Regions from separate parts of the Zea mays genome. Here region 1 is linked to region 2. Evidence: chromatin contacts called from public Hi-C data. All regions are on one chromosome and are shown on one strand. The core of a region is the stretch at or near the end of the contact, and the rest is flanking DNA. Distances in the headings are between cores, read along the strand shown. Region 1 holds the start of LOC103635708 (cyclin-A1-4). Region 2 holds the start of LOC103637187 (Transcription repressor OFP17).

Region 1 (7,822 bases), core at 3,627-6,126, 560 kb before region 2:
GTGTGCCAGCGCGCGCGTGCCTGACTTCTGCGCGCTTCTGGCGCGCATTGAATGCGCGGGCAGGTGACCGTTGGCGCGAAGTAGCCGTTGCTCCGGAGTTGCACCGGACAGTCCGGTGTACACCGGACAGTCCGATGAATTATAGCGGAGCAGCCGCTGCGTTTTTCCGAGGCTGGCGAGTTCCGGAGGCCGCTCTTCCTTGGAGCACCGGACACTGTCCGGTGTACACCGGACAGTCCGGTGAATTATAGCGGAGTGCCTCTAGAAATTCCCGAAGGTGGCAAGTTTGAGTTGGAGTCCTCCTGGTGCACCGGACACTGTCCGGTGGTGCACCGGACACTGTCCGGTGTGCACCGGACAGTCCGGTGCCCCAGACCAGAGGTGCCTTCGGTTGTCCCTTTGCTCCTTTGTTGAATCCAATATTTGATCTTTTTATTGGCTAAGTGTGAACCTTTTACACCTGTATAACTTATACACTAGAGCAAACTAGTTAGTCCAATTATTTGTGTTGGGCAATTCAACCACCAAAATAATTTAGGAACTAGGTGTAAGACTAATTCCCTTTCAGCGCTACCAACGCCTTTATTGCTCAATTCTTATAGCAGGGGTTACAAGCAGGAGAGAGAGACATGAGGCTACCAAGTATCTTATGCGTGGAGTAGCCTCAGGACTACAAATCCGGTGCTCTCAATCTAGCTAAGCCTTCGGTGTCGTGGCAGCGTGCTCCATGGCCTCTGTCTCCGTAGTCCTCCGGCGTGTGGTCATCTCTCTATCTCTCGTCGTCGGTTCATCTCTATGTCTGTGTCTGTCTCTCGTTTGTCCCTCTGTGTGTGTGTATTGTGTGTGTCTTCGCCGACCCTCCTTTTATAGGTTGAGGTGGGGGTCAATTACCGGTAGCTTCTCGAGGAAGGAGCTACTACGCCGTGGTATAACGGGGTGTTTTACCTCGGTATGTGCCTCGGTCGTTTGGGCTTCTCTAGCCGCGTTCTTTAAGACTGGTAGCATGGGCGACGAACAACTACGGTGCCATCATTATCATATCTGTGCCACGCTGACCCCTGGCCTCCATAGCCTGGGTATTAGCGCAACTCGTCGTGTTGCGAGTCCTGTAGATGGCTAGTGCACTCAGACCTAGGTTCGATAGGTCATGAGTGGACCGCCGACCTAGGGCTTGTAAGTCATGAGTGGAAGGAGGGCCGTCTCTCCCACTATGGTTCGGTGCCAGACACAGTTAATGTGGCTGGTCACTTACGATGGGTCAGTATTGGGTTAGTCACAAAATCCACTCGAGTGGATTTCTCTCAATTCGCCTGATCCCCCTTCTCGCTCTGCCTCGCCCAACCTCGGGCTTGGTGCCTTGGGACTATCCAGTGGTGGGTCCTTCCGGGGTGGATCTTCCCTCGTCCTTCTGCTGACTCGTGGGCCCTATGGGCCCGAGAATCTTTTCCCCGACACTTAGTGTTCGCTGGAGCTTTTAGCATTTGGAAGATACTTAGCGCCCTACTATGATATCGTGCACCTTTGTTGAGTTGGTGCATCACCCAGTGTAATCATGTCACGTATGATGTACTGGTGGACTTCGTGACCATGGTGATATATTTGATGTCTTTTGATAATTGATATATTTGTAATTATTATCATGTAGTGAATATTTATTTCTATGTTGAAGTATTCCCCATGGGGGCTCAAACAGGAAAAGGAGATCCATGGGAACGAGGGATAGAGATGGGTTTGTCCCTGTTAAGCTAAACGGGACAGGGACAAGGAATGAGTTTCAGTGAACGAGGGGCGGGTGGTCCCCGCCCCGTTGCCATCCTAGGGTGGGTGAACTAGTGATATATACTGGTAAAGACACTGGCCCTAGATTTCTCTGAAATCTATAGTTATACAGTGTGCCAACTAAAATGGAGGAGGTGGCACTACTACTCTTATCTACTGCAAAATGTGCTAAAGTAGGCAAGATTATTGATCCTATCTGCTAGCAATTATTGTTGGAACTGATCCCATCGAGCCTGAATGGTCTCGAATAGGGTTAGTATTTTGTCTATCTGAATTTTTACATATATGTATACTTACGAACGATAAAAGTTAGGATCTCATGTATAACCACGAGTGCATCATCCGCATTTTACTCGACACGTTCCTATCCCTATACAGGATATGTAATAATTTAGGGGTAGTTTTGGCTTTTAATCTGAGCCCTACGTATGGGTCCAAAGTAGAGTGGTATATAGGGCAAAATAAAAAAAATCAACCTAGACGATATAGATAGAATGTTTTAAAAATTAATGTTAAACACTAAATATAGAAAACTCTACTTTTTTTCAAGCATGAGTTCATACGTCACGCTTCTCACGTGTAGAGCATATTCTATTCTTTCCCACGTCTTGTTTTTAGATAGCCCGTGACAAAACATACAAGCCCAACGGGTGAAAACGAATGCTGATTCAGATACCATTTTTAGCTTTTTTTTCTTTGATTATGAATAAATAGAATATAAAATCTGATATGTAAATTTATATTATTGTTTTTAGTAGTTTGTAAAGTTTTATAAAAAAGCAAGCCTTAAGATTATCATATATTTTCTTTAGATATAAAATTCGGTACCATTCGAATACGACACTGATAACTTTTCATCTTTTTTGTTGTAGAGAGTAGATAATGTATAAAACAATTTATGAGAAATTTTATTCTTATCTGTGTAATGTGGTTGCTAACAAAAAAATTAGCATCAAATTTCATACATATCTATTTTAAATATTAGATTTACCGTAACAGTTCGGTTTAAGTACCCGTTTTCATCTCTAATAACACTAAGTCACATACATCACAACAATTTCGGTTAGTTATACCTTACTAGGTGAAGTAGAACGAGTGACCGATTAAGTTATAAAAAAGAGTCTGATCTTTTTTATATCTTATATCTTTCTCGGTTTTTTTCTAAGACAAGAATAATATTTACAGTTTAATATGTGATATGTGTAACTTATATCTATTTTAATTTTAAATTTACTTTTTTAAGGAGAATCTATTTTATATTAGTTAGTTACTCTGGGTTATCGTAGAACTGTTCCACCGTATCATTAAATATGATGCAACGCCCCGAATTTTTTGCATTTTGACCCTTCCTCGGAAAAAAAATCACGTTTAGACCTTAGAAAATTTTAATGTTATTTTTAGACCCTTTGCTCGGCGCCATAGCCTATGGCGCCGAGGTAACACAGCTCGGCGCCATAGGCTATGGCGCCGAGGTACGTGCTGCGCTGGCACAAACGGACGACGTGGCGTCGACGTGGCACCGAGCTCGGCGCCATAGATCTTGGCGCCGAGCTCAGTTGTAAATACATAAAGTCTGTGTAGCTCAGTTGGTAGAATACAACGCTTTTAACCTTGTGGTCGTGAGTCAAGCCCCATGGTGGGCATTTCTTTTGCCTTTTGTCACTAATTTGTTTTTTTGTTGTCCGTTCAGATTTATTTTTCATCCAGTTTTTTTTGTTTTTGTGCTCGCTTTTAGTTTGTGCTACTTTTACCCATACTGAAATGGCCCTGTTACTTGTGCTACTTTTACCAAAACGAAGAGAGATGACCGACAGATCATAATAAATTGCGGCTGAACTTAATTTGATTTGGTGGCAATTGGTTGGGGCACACAGATAATCTTAAAAAGCAGCATTTGGTTGGACTGCGTGGCGCCCTGTGCTCACTAGCTGAGGCTACTACTACGTACTGGCTCGTGCTGCATTGCATGCATGCGTGCATACAACAGGCATGTGACGTGAGACCCACAACCGTTGTAATAAAAACATCTCTGACACTCTTTATAAATTTAAATCATTCTTATTTTCTATATCTTTCTTTCCTTCAATATAATAGATTTTATATATATTATTTATGTTATAAAAATTGTTCTTATTTTCGTTTTCTATCTTTAGTTAAAGAAAAAATTTAATAGAAGATACCTCTCTCTATATATATATCATTAATCAATGTAAAAAACCATTGAAGAAAACTTTGCTACAAAGAATACAAAGAGTTTGCTCTTATATGTGGCCAACGTCAGACGCTTCAAAAGTGTGCATACGACCAGCTGCTCCATGCGTTTTGCTGTTTTGTGCTGGCGTCGACCGCGCTGATTTGTCGACACGTACAGGCTAGCAAAGCATGCATGTACGTGTACGGACGTATATGTCTCGACAAAGCAGCGATATACCCAAAAAAAACCATTTGCGATCTTGGATTCTAGCGAGCATGCAACTGCACCGAGTTACATTCTTCTTGGACGGAGAGAATAATACAATAACTTTATATAGTTTTTTTATGTATATTATTTTTATATTAATTATAATTTAAAATAAAGAGGGTGAATGTTATTTAGGACTTTTAAAATGTACTATAGCGACATAAACAAAAAAAATCTAGACAACAAAAAAATAAATCAGTGATAAAGAAAAAAAGTATTGAACATCCACTATGAGATTCGAACCCACAAACCACAAGGTTAAGAGCGTTGTACTCTACCCACTGAGCTAGACAGACTTTGTGTATTTACAACTGAGCTCGGCGCCAAGATCTATGGCGCCGAGCTCGGTGCCACGGCGTCCGTTTGTGCCAGCGCAGCAAGTACCTCGGCGCCATAGCCTATGGTGCCGAGCTCGGTGCCACGTCGGCGCCACGACGTCCGTTTGTGCCAGCGCAACACGTACCTCGGCGCCATAGCCTATGGTGCCGAGCTGTGTTACCTCGGCGCCATAGGCTATGGCGCCGAGAAAAAGGTCCAAAAATGACATTAAAATTTTCTAGGGTCCAAACGTGATTTTTTTCGAGGAAGGGTCAAAATGCAAAAAATTTGGTGCACCGCCATGTATTTGTAAATAAAGAAAAATTACAACCGCGGCAGTTCACCACTTCCGCACCGACTCTCCCGAAATGTCTTGCTGGGCAGCAGGGCGCCGCTCATCGGCGTCGGCCATGGCGGAGAACACCGGCGCGCGGGGCGCCAAGGAGGCAGTGGTGACGTCCGGCAAGCGCGTCGCCCTCGGGAACCTCACTAACGTCTTCCGCGGCAGCTGGGGGTCCGGCGCGGCGAATTCTGCGTCCGATGCGGTACGGCTACTCATTGCGCGCTCGCACGATCGGAGCGTAAGGTTTATCTGATGGATCCGTTCCGGTAGGTTCGTCGCTTTGGTTCTCGTAGGAGGGGGCCACGCCACGCGTAGGAATTTGCCATGAGTTGTGGTACACCCGTACAGGGAAATGTGTTGATCAATTCAATTGCTTCAGTTTAATTTGGCGTGGCATTTCTAGGGTTTATGCCGCTTTGCACTCTTCTCGATCCATTTGATCTAATAACGGCACATGTTAGTTCCGCATTTTCTCGATCATTTTAACAACATTTGCTGATGTCTTTTGGAGATATTGATTTTCCTTCTCTTTTTTATTTGGCTGCCTTGTTCGATGAAATACTTCTGTTCCACGGGTCTTAAGACAGTATATTGTATTTCGTTGTATCATAAGGTATTTTGGTAATATATTGTATTTCGTGGTGTCATAAGAGATGTTTTGGTGTTTTCGGAATCGAGCAACTTGCAATCGCAACTTAGGTTTTTCATAGTTTTTGGGGTGCTGGGTGTTTCAGTTCCAGAGATACTGGCGTTTCATATGCACTGCACTGTTTCGAATATTCTGTTACTAATATATTGCTTCCCTCGTGAAGTTTATATGCTTAATTGCTTATGTAGCTCTCTGTTTGTCATTGTAATCGTTCAGTTGAACAACTTTAATAGACAACGTTAATACGTTATAGTTTCCTCTTACTACAGAAATTGAGTTCTACCAAACCAGATGATGTTAAGAAAGGATCCTATGCTTGCCTGCGCAATGTGAACACGGAACGGGGTTCTAGCAGAAGGCTGGCCTCTGAACAGTTTGATCAGGCAGTATCACTTCTTCAGAAGAACACATCTCTTCCTTCTGTGCCAGACGTTGTATCAACAGGTTGCAGCTCACCCGGCCTGTCTCAGGATTGCTCGGTCTCCATGGAGGATGCTATGTCAACATGCAACTCAACAGAAAGCTCTGATGTTGAGTACCTCAATAATAATGACGACCCCTCAATGACATCTTCTTCGCATTGGTGGGCCAGTGATAGACCTCATTTCTCTGATAGTATGGATGTTGCAGGTTTGTTTACTAATCAAAATGGGGGCAGTTCTGGTTAGAATTTTCGTGCGATGCTGGGTTTACAGGACCTGTTTATTCTTGCAGAATTCAACTGGAGGAAACATAGTCCTAATCATTACACCTATAAGGATCCACGACTTTCTACAACTCTTGCCTGTGAAATTTACGAGAGCTTGCGAGAGGCTGAGGTGATATATTTTTGCTCATTCTCTTGCCTTTGATATAAATCTGCATACCAAGCCTTAGAAACCAGGAACGTGAAACTTGCCCACGTTTCTCGTTCCGTTTCGGGAACGTAGGAACAATCTCGCTCCCGTAGTGTTAAAATCTTTTTTAAGTATCGTACCACGTACCACGTTTCCGTTCCTCGACCCATCGATTTGGGAACCTGGTTACTAAGTACTGAGCATCAAGTTATAGCTGGAGTGCTAATATCAACAGAGCATGCAATTCTTAGTGTTCTACAATGTGTTAGGCTGAGTAGATGGTTTACTCACACCTCTATACCGTATTTTATGCTTTTTGATCCTTTTTGCGAAAGATTTTCACAATTACACCCTTTTTGATTTGAATTCAGAAAATGGACCCTTACCTCGGCGCCATCATTATTGGCGCCGAGATTACACGTCTCGGCGCCAATATAAATGGCGAGGATCTATACAGTGGCTGGATTTGTTTGTCATTATGATTCATGCAACTCTACATTCCATTTAGCAGTTTCTTGATGTAAAAAAATGGTGTTTTTGTGTTGCAGGACATTATATTGTTTGCACATAATATCCCACTTTGGTGAAGTTTGTGTTTGGTTGCTCCTAGTTATCCACTTGCCTCCTTGGGGCAATTGCTGCCTGCATTTACCCTGTTGTATTATTCTTGCAGACTAGGAAAATGCCTCCAACAAACTTTTTGGAAACCACTCAGACAGATATGAGCAAAACCATGAGGGCAATATTAATAGACTGGCTTGTAGAAGTAAGCCTTTCCTCTTAGAAAGGAATACATGTTTTCACAGCTATTTAAATCAATAATGACCTCTTGATGTTTGTCATATTGCCTTTTCTCAATTCAGGTCACAGAAGAATATCGTCTTGTTCCTGAAACCTTATACCTCACTGTCAATTACATTGACCGTTATCTTTCTGTCAAAGAGATCAGTCGGCACAGACTGCAATTAGTTGGTGTTGCTTGCTTGCTTATAGCTGCGTAAGATCCAATTAATTCATTTTAGTCTATTTCTATTTTTTATATTTTTCTGTGCTAAAGATACATGGGGGTGGAACAAGAAAACCTAAAGGGCAATGAAGGAGAAGAAAGAATGCTACCATATCCGTATCATGGCAAGAGTGTAGACATCATAGAGAAGTAGAAGGTAGCAAAGAAAACTGCAAAGCGAGCTATAAGTGTAGCAAAAGGTAGGGCGTATGAGGATCTTTACCAACAGTTGAGTACGAAGAAAGGAGATAGAAACATATATAGGATGGCTAGGGTCCTTGAGAAGAAAACAAGGGACTTCAACCAAGTTATGTGCATTAATGATGAAATGGAGCACCTCTTGGTGAAGCATGATAAGATCAGACCTGTATTGCGAGTTTTTTTTTTGACAAATTGTTCAATGGGAGAATGAGGACACAACCTTTCAGTT
Region 2 (7,513 bases), core at 507-3,006:
TTTGAAAAATTCGAATTTTAAATTTCAAACAAAGTTTTGTATGACAAGATGATTTCAAACAAAAATGTTGTCAACTACAAAGTTTCATAACTTTTTAAGATCTACAACTTTCATTTTGATGGGTTTTTTCATTTTGAGGTCATTTTAAAAATTCTAATTTTAAATTTTTAAAAGACATAGTTTTCGTTGACAAGATGACTTAAATAAAAAACGTTGCCAACTATAAAATTCTATAACTTATAATGATCTACAAAGTTTATATTTGGTTGTTTGGTCATTTATTCGTCTCATATGTTGGTTCTAACACTATTCACAAATTTTATACATCTCTTGTGTAGTTTTATAAACTACGAGAGATATAGTTTTTATAAATAAATTTACTTTTATTTTGTCATATGAACAATTGACCAAAATATAAATTGTATATATTGATGAGTTATATAAATTTATAGGTGAAAACTTTTTCAATTGAATTAATTTACTGCTTCAAAATGCGATTTTTAAATTATCTTTACTTGGTGTTGAAAAAACACTAGGTAAAAAAGCTCTTTGCCGAGTGTCAAAAAAAACTCTCGGCAAAGAAACTCTTTGCCGAGTGTCGGCACAGAAAAATTTTGCCGAGTGTTTTTTTACCAATTGGTTTTTTTTGTGCCTGATAAAAACACTCGACAAATTATTTGGCACTCGACAAAAAACAGATTTCGGTAGGGACTATGAATCAATCAATCCCAGATCTTTGTCTCGCTGATTATACACAAATGATTATGCGATAGAAAGCCGCGGGTATGTGGATATATTACAGAACATCTTAGTGTAACTTAGACCGTGTTCTAAACCTTAGCAACTAATTGCTAAAACTGGCTAATAACATATTAGCTGATTAACAATTAACTCTAGAGGTTTAGAAGGAACATGGTCTTAGTACAGTACTATTTACATAATGTCGATGAGATGATGCAACCTGCAGATTCTTGAGCAGTACGTGTCTACGTGATCAAGCAGTGGACATGGACTCGGAGCCATAGCCGCCGCCGCCTTCGATGTCAACTTCGTCAACCCCTTGCGTGGAACAGGTCATTGCAGAGCTCGCCATAGAAGGACCACACCAGCTCGATGAAGACTGGTGACCTGAGCCGCTCCCAGCATTGCAGGAGCTCCTCGACGTCCTTCAGGTCCCTCGCTTTCCCCTCCTCCACCAGCATCTCCATCAGATAGCTCTCGAAGCTCCGGCACGCCTCCTCCTCCTCCTCCTCCTTCTCTTTGTCTTCGTCCTCTCCGCCTCCCCTAGCAGCTATCCTCTCCGACCGCAGCCGCGCCACCACCTTCATGTACGCTGGCGTCTCTGTGGACGACACCGGTGCGACTGCGATGACCGGAGTCTCGTGCACCACTGTTTGCGGTGCGGGTGCCGGTGCTGCTCTACGCGCGGCCTCGCCTTCGGCTGTAGAGGTCGCCGGCGCGGTCGACATCGGGACGAGCGGCCAGAAGACAGCGCGCACCGACCGGAACGTCCTGTGGCGGCGACGGCGGCGCGGGCTCATCCTGGTCGCTGCCTTCCGGAGGCTACGGAAGCGGAAGGCCCTGATGGAGAGGTTAGCCGGCGCCGGGACGCGGAACAGCCGCGTGAGTGCACGCCGGCATGGCGCGAGGATGCCGCACGTCACGCAGGAAGGCGATTTGTTATGAGACGAGGAAACCCGCATCACTACTGGAAAGTGATGGGCGCGCAGCATCAAACTGTTGATTTGGAACGGCACCGCATGATTTGAGCTGCATGCGTAAATATATATATATATATATATATATATGGTTGACTCATTGACTGCGTGCGTAGCTCCTCGTCGTTGCAGCGATGTGGTGTGCACGAACGTACGAATATATATAGCATTATATGTCATATGAACTGGGACACGTACTGGGTAGCATTATTATGTGCCATAAGAATGGGGTGCCACTAAGTAGTCGTTACCCTAATATGAGCCGTTTAATAACGAACGTGAGTGCCTGCACTGCACACATATATGATCCATATTATTATATATTTAAGCTACAAGACAGTCATTAGATCAATGTGAGTCATTTTAGTTCATATCTCTACAACTATTAAGCCCTTAGTGTAGACCGCCCCCGCCGCTACCCAACGCCCCCCTCCCCCGCTGCCGCACGCCTGCCAGGCCCCGCGCAATCCCACGCCCACCGCGAAATCCGCCGCCGCGCATCTCGCACGCCCTCAGGCCCGCTCGCCCGCTGCCGCGAACCCCTCCGCTACACCGCAGCACATCTCCACGACCCGCGAAATCCGGCGGCGTGAGGCGATGACCCGCCATCCCTCCTCCCCACGCCCCCTCTCTCACCTACTCTCTCACCTAACTGCCCAGCTCCGATCTCGCCGCCGACGCAACCTAGACCGATGATCTCGACAGAAGGCCGGCGGGTCGCAGGGCGCTCGAGCTGCCGCACAACCCCTCCTTCGAGCGAGCCGCAGCCGGCCCCCGCTCGCGTCCCCGTCGCCTATACCGCGTCACCACACCGCCCACGCCTCAGCCGCCCTGACCCCGGCGCATTCTCCTCTCGGTGCCGACTGCCGAGATCTCCCCGGCCCTCTCCTGAGAGGAGTGCCCGCTCTTGACCCGATGTCCGCGATGACGGTGGCGACTCTGCAGGCGATGGACGCGCTGTCGCGGTGGGGGATCATGCTGCGGGACTCTCTGCGGCGAAGCCAGGGGAACACGAACGGCATGGTCACCATCCTCGGCTCCTTGAACCACCGCCTCTCCGCGCTCGAGGCCGCAATGCACCCCACCCACGGCCTTAGAGTCGCTCGTTCCCGCCCGCGTGCAGTCGGTGTGCACGAGCCTCCGGTGGTGCGGGCCAGAAAGAGCTAGGCCTGCGAGGCGCGCACGGGACCTCGGAAAGCAGGGATCAGGCCGCGCCACTGCTCGCAGCCACAACGTCGAACAAGTCACGTGCAGGGAGCAGTGCAGCGCCATGGTGCTGCCTACCACGCACTCGCGCAGGGCGTATCACTCACCTCTTTGCTCGAGCCAAGCTGTGAGCTTGGAAGTGGCGGCCACGGCCACGGCCACGGGCGCCAAGCCCAGCCGCGTGGGCGTGAGGGCGCCGGCCGCGGGCGCTCAGCAGAGTGGGGAGTAGTGGGCGCCGCGTGTACCGCCGCTGGGCTGAGGTCCCGCTCCTAGCCCGCGTCCACGTCCATGGGCTTCCTGGCGGGGGCGATGGCACTCTTTTCCGCGGCGCCCCTGACCTTTTCTGCCGCCCTGTGGCGCTGCACCGGCTACGTCCCCAAGATGTGTAATCTCCTCAAGCTGAAAGATAGCAGATGATCATCGCCTCCTGGTTGTAGCTTTTTGTAATCTCCTCTTTTTCGACCGCCAGCGGCGGCGAGCTGTTGCGCCACGGCTAGGGAATTGCTGTGGCGGTGGTGGTGCTCGGAGGGCGCGCAGGGCACCACAAGACCTACTGCGTCGTGGTGGCAGCAGGAAGCGAGGCGATGATCTCTGGCTGAAGACAAGCTGGAGTCTGCCTCCGTGTCCGTGCGTCGACTGACGAGCTTTAGGAGCTAGAGCTAGCAGGAGGTGGGATTCACCATTCATCTTCCTTTCCTTTTTGTTCCATGTTCTTCTCGATTCAGCCAGCCATCATAGAACTGCCACCGTTCATTCCGTTCTTATTAGTAAGTTACATTTAACACAAGTGTCGTATAGATGGATTGGAAGGTTATGGCTGCTAAGAAATACACATACCAATTAGTTGTGTTTGGTCCTGAATACCTGAGTTTCTGTTTCCCTCTGTAGTTTGTTGTAGAGTATAGGTATCGATTTTGGTGTGTGCGTGCAAAACTCAATGATGCCGTTGGATTTATGTTAGTAGGGTGTCCATTTTATTTTTCCTCTCTATCTACCAGCTTTGGGCTTGAATAAGTAAATGCTCATACGCTCATGTAGCCTTTATTTGCCATTCTCATGTTTAGTAAATTAAGTCATGTTCCTTCTTTTTGTGTAGCATTTGTTTCGGCAAAACTCAATGATGCCTCTGTCTACAATGCACTAGGTTTCAGACTTTCAGTGTTTTTTAACCTCTGGTTGAGTTAGAGCTGCAAAAGTGATCTCCTGACTCTTGACTTTGGAATGATCAGCACTGTTTCATAGTACAGTTCATTGTATCTGTCACATGTTGTAGCTTTCCAGTTTACAGGAATGATATATTAAATACCTGAGTTTGAACCAATCTGAATATTAAATGCTTCATTGCATATATTGCAGTTGCAGGCTTGCAGATACTACCCAGATCAAAGATGCAGAATGGAGCGCCAATTGGCCAATTTGGAAAGGTATCCTTCAGCAGGACATGAATCACCTTTATGTTGTTATTCAGACTACTCTTTTCGTGGTACTGGTAGTATTTGAAGTCACGAGGTACACACATGGATTGACTGATCTTCATGGTTTAGGATGTTGGATAATTAATCAGGTGTTTTGTTGTTTGTGTTGGTCTTGCCTTGGTTTCTTGTACGGGACACAAATTTATAATGTTGTCTTGTACAATGTGTTTACATTTATATCTTCTTTCATCTATGCAGTAGGATATTTCTCTAGATCATCTGCTATCTTCGTTGCCAAATTCATACTGCACAATGAGCTCATTTAGGAATTTGTCCTGGTGGGCTGTCTTTTTATATTTATTATGCTAATTGTTGGACTGGGTTGTGTTCAATTGATCTCTGTAGGAGATTTTATACCCTTGGAGAAATTGAAATACTTAGGTCTCAATACTTTGTTTTGGATATCATGAATGATGATATGTTTTATTGGTACATGCAAACATGTCGTAGATGGTGTTCATGACCAGAACTTAGACCAAACTGGGAGAAAATTAAAAAAATATCTTTTACAGATCCTTTAAACTGATATTTTTAGCGTTCTAGCAACGATGTGCATCTGTCCTTCCATTTTGTATTTTGGGATAAAATCTGAATTAAACAAATACTTTCAGCCATATCATGTACTTGTAAGATTTAAGGTGTTGCCCCTTCCTAGCATCATCAGGAAGCAGCGCCTTATGTGCACCAATGAATTGAGTTTGGATTGTTGTTTGTGTAGAAAACGGTAATATTTAGAGCTTTTTGTGGCACATGGATTTTATTTGTTGTAATAAAAGCAACTCAATTCCCATAGTAACAACTCAATTCTAAGTCACATCTGGGAACCTGGTAGGAGATACAATGTTGCTGATTGTTCATGTGTGTGTGACTATGTGCGGCCATGTTTCCACTGGCCTATGTGTAGTCAGATGGATCGCTACATCAAGTACCATGTCCAGGAGTTTGATAGGGCCTTCAGGGAGAGGTTCCCTGCCTGCACATTGGCTGCTAAGAGGCACATTGACTCCACCACTACCATCTTGGACGTCCAGGGTGTGGTAGGTGAACGATTCAGTTTGAGCTGTGCGAACAGAACACAGATCTGTTCTGTATGTAGTTTTTTTAATCTGGTTGTATTCTGCAGGGGTTTAAGAATTTTTCCAGGACTGCTAGAGAACTTGTAAACCGAATGCAGAAGATTGATAGCGATTATTATCCTGAGGTAATTATACTTTTTGAAGGGGTATTATGTTGTTGGGACTTTTGCCTGGTGATCCAATCAAGTAAAATGTTATAAATGCAGACACTCCACCAAATGTTTGTTGTGAACGCTGGCAGTGGATTCAAGTGGATCTGGAACAGTGTGAAGGGCTTCCTTGACCCAAAAACTTCATCCAAGATTCATGTGAGTTCCAGCATTTATATACCATCCTTAGTGCTAACTTGTTTGGTATCGCAATCTTTAGTTTTCTTTTTCTTCTTACTTAGGTGCTCGGTTCGAACTACCAGAGTAGGCTTCTTGAAGTAATAGATTCGAGGTAGGTTTGTATTCAAGGGTTGCATAGCCCATTCTCTTCATAAGATTCAGCCCTCAACCTGTAATAACTAATAATGCTTGTATTTTCTCAGTGAGTTGCCAGAATTCCTTGGTGGTTCATGCACATGTAGTGACAAGGGTGGTTGCCTTGGATCGAACAAAGGGCCATGGAATGATCCTTATATATTGAAGGTACCCTTTACTGCTTCGTGTTTACATGAAAATAATTCATCTAGATGCTGTCCTTGTTTTTCTATGTAATGAAGGATATATTATTTGTAGCTGATCCACAATTTGGAAGCTGGATGTATGAGGGAAACCACCAAACCTGTTTCTGAGGGTGGAGAAAGAAGCAGCTCTTCCTTTCGGTTGGAACAGATGAAAGTAAAATTCTAAAATTACAGCCTTCATCAGTAGTAATTCAGGAAGCTGGTTGCTTTTCAGTAATTCAGGAAGCTGGTTGCTTTTCTGGATTCTTGTTCTAAACTACTACAATATTTGCCTCTTTCAGTGGCAGGGCATGTTAAGCGATACATCAAATGCTGAATCAGGATCCGATGTTGATGATTTTGGTCCATCATTTGTTCATAAAGTTTCAGGCTATGGTTGCTTGACTCTGGTTCGTGAGGAGGTAAGTTTATCTGTCTGCCTTTGTTCTTACAGTTGGGTCTGCTTTTCCCTGTGCTATTAGTCTTATGAACCACATTGGTCATGCTGTCCTGCTTGTGTCCATGACTCCATGGCATGTTGCATTATATTGATTTTTTTCGTATTTATTTCTACCAAAGGTAAAGGGCACAGATTGTGCAACATACTTGAGCTGCGATGATCAAAGTCACCCGGATATGGTTCCTGAATTTTACCATGGAGTGCAACGAACTACTGAAATGGTGCAGAAACAAATGGCTGATTTCAGGCAATATTCCACCAACAGAAGGCCTCATGATTTAGGTATCTTATTTTCCTATCATTCCGGGTAAATGAATTCTGAACCTGTAGTTGTTTGTTAACATTTAATAAAGAGTAAGGCCATTGAAGACGGTGTATAATAGTAGCATTATTCATGATAAATTGTTGCCTTGTTAATAAATGTTATACCAGGAAACTATCATCTAGAAAAAACCTGGTTCAGCAGGAAAGCAATTGAAAGAAGCGCAAAGTATAAATAAATCTCTTTTTGCTTTGGATGATGTTATTGGTGCTTTATCTTCTGATGGACAACATATACCTTACCGGAACCATAAGTTAACAATGCTTACGAGTGATTATCTAATGTGGATTGTCTGCAAAAAAAGGTATTATACTTTAATCAGTCGTTTGTCTTTGCATTATGATTATCTAATGTGGATTGTCTGCAAAAAAAGTATAAGGATCAAATATTTGTAGGGATGTCAAACATGTCAGTATTATCGGCTTAAACTAATAGCATATGTTGAAGGTTGAAGACTCAATTAGAATGTTTAAAAGTATAAGGATCCAAATGAAGCTTAAGTAAAACATGGGACCAATAGCGACATTTATTCAATTAATTTTACCCTCACCATTGCAATACAACCTAACTTTGTTTCCATACATATATGTGTAAAAAAGACATTTTT

What was found. Hi-C and Micro-C count contacts between places; a contact is called where the count stands out from the background.
Region 1: a contact with region 2 is called in a Hi-C map of leaf, with 7 times the contacts expected there. The contact joins the promoter of LOC103635708 here to the promoter of LOC103637187 in region 2. A contact is called at or near these places in 2 of 25 Hi-C or Micro-C datasets (ear and leaf).

The regions. Positions count from the first base shown.
Region 1 is chr8:113,026,161-113,033,982 of Zm-B73-REFERENCE-NAM-5.0, reverse strand. It overlaps LOC103635708 (cyclin-A1-4), which reads left to right and starts at 4,876. Exons shown (of 10, transcript XM_020543307.3): 1 at 4,876-5,103; 2 at 5,820-6,180; 3 at 6,265-6,368; 4 at 7,060-7,152; 5 at 7,250-7,383. The coding sequence starts at 4,927.
Region 2 is chr8:112,467,109-112,474,621 of Zm-B73-REFERENCE-NAM-5.0, reverse strand. It overlaps LOC103637187 (Transcription repressor OFP17), which reads right to left and starts at 1,756. Exons shown (of 1, transcript XM_008659438.2): 1 at 700-1,756. The coding sequence starts at 1,733. The coding sequence ends at 1,053. LOC103635706 (phosphatidylinositol/phosphatidylcholine transfer protein SFH8) reads left to right here and starts at 3,213. Exons shown (of 11, transcript XM_008658092.4): 1 at 3,213-3,309; 2 at 3,394-3,505; 3 at 4,281-4,433; 4 at 5,304-5,436; 5 at 5,523-5,600; 6 at 5,682-5,783; 7 at 5,867-5,916; 8 at 6,008-6,107; 9 at 6,198-6,299; 10 at 6,427-6,546; 11 at 6,704-7,276. The coding sequence starts at 3,213. The coding sequence ends at 6,895.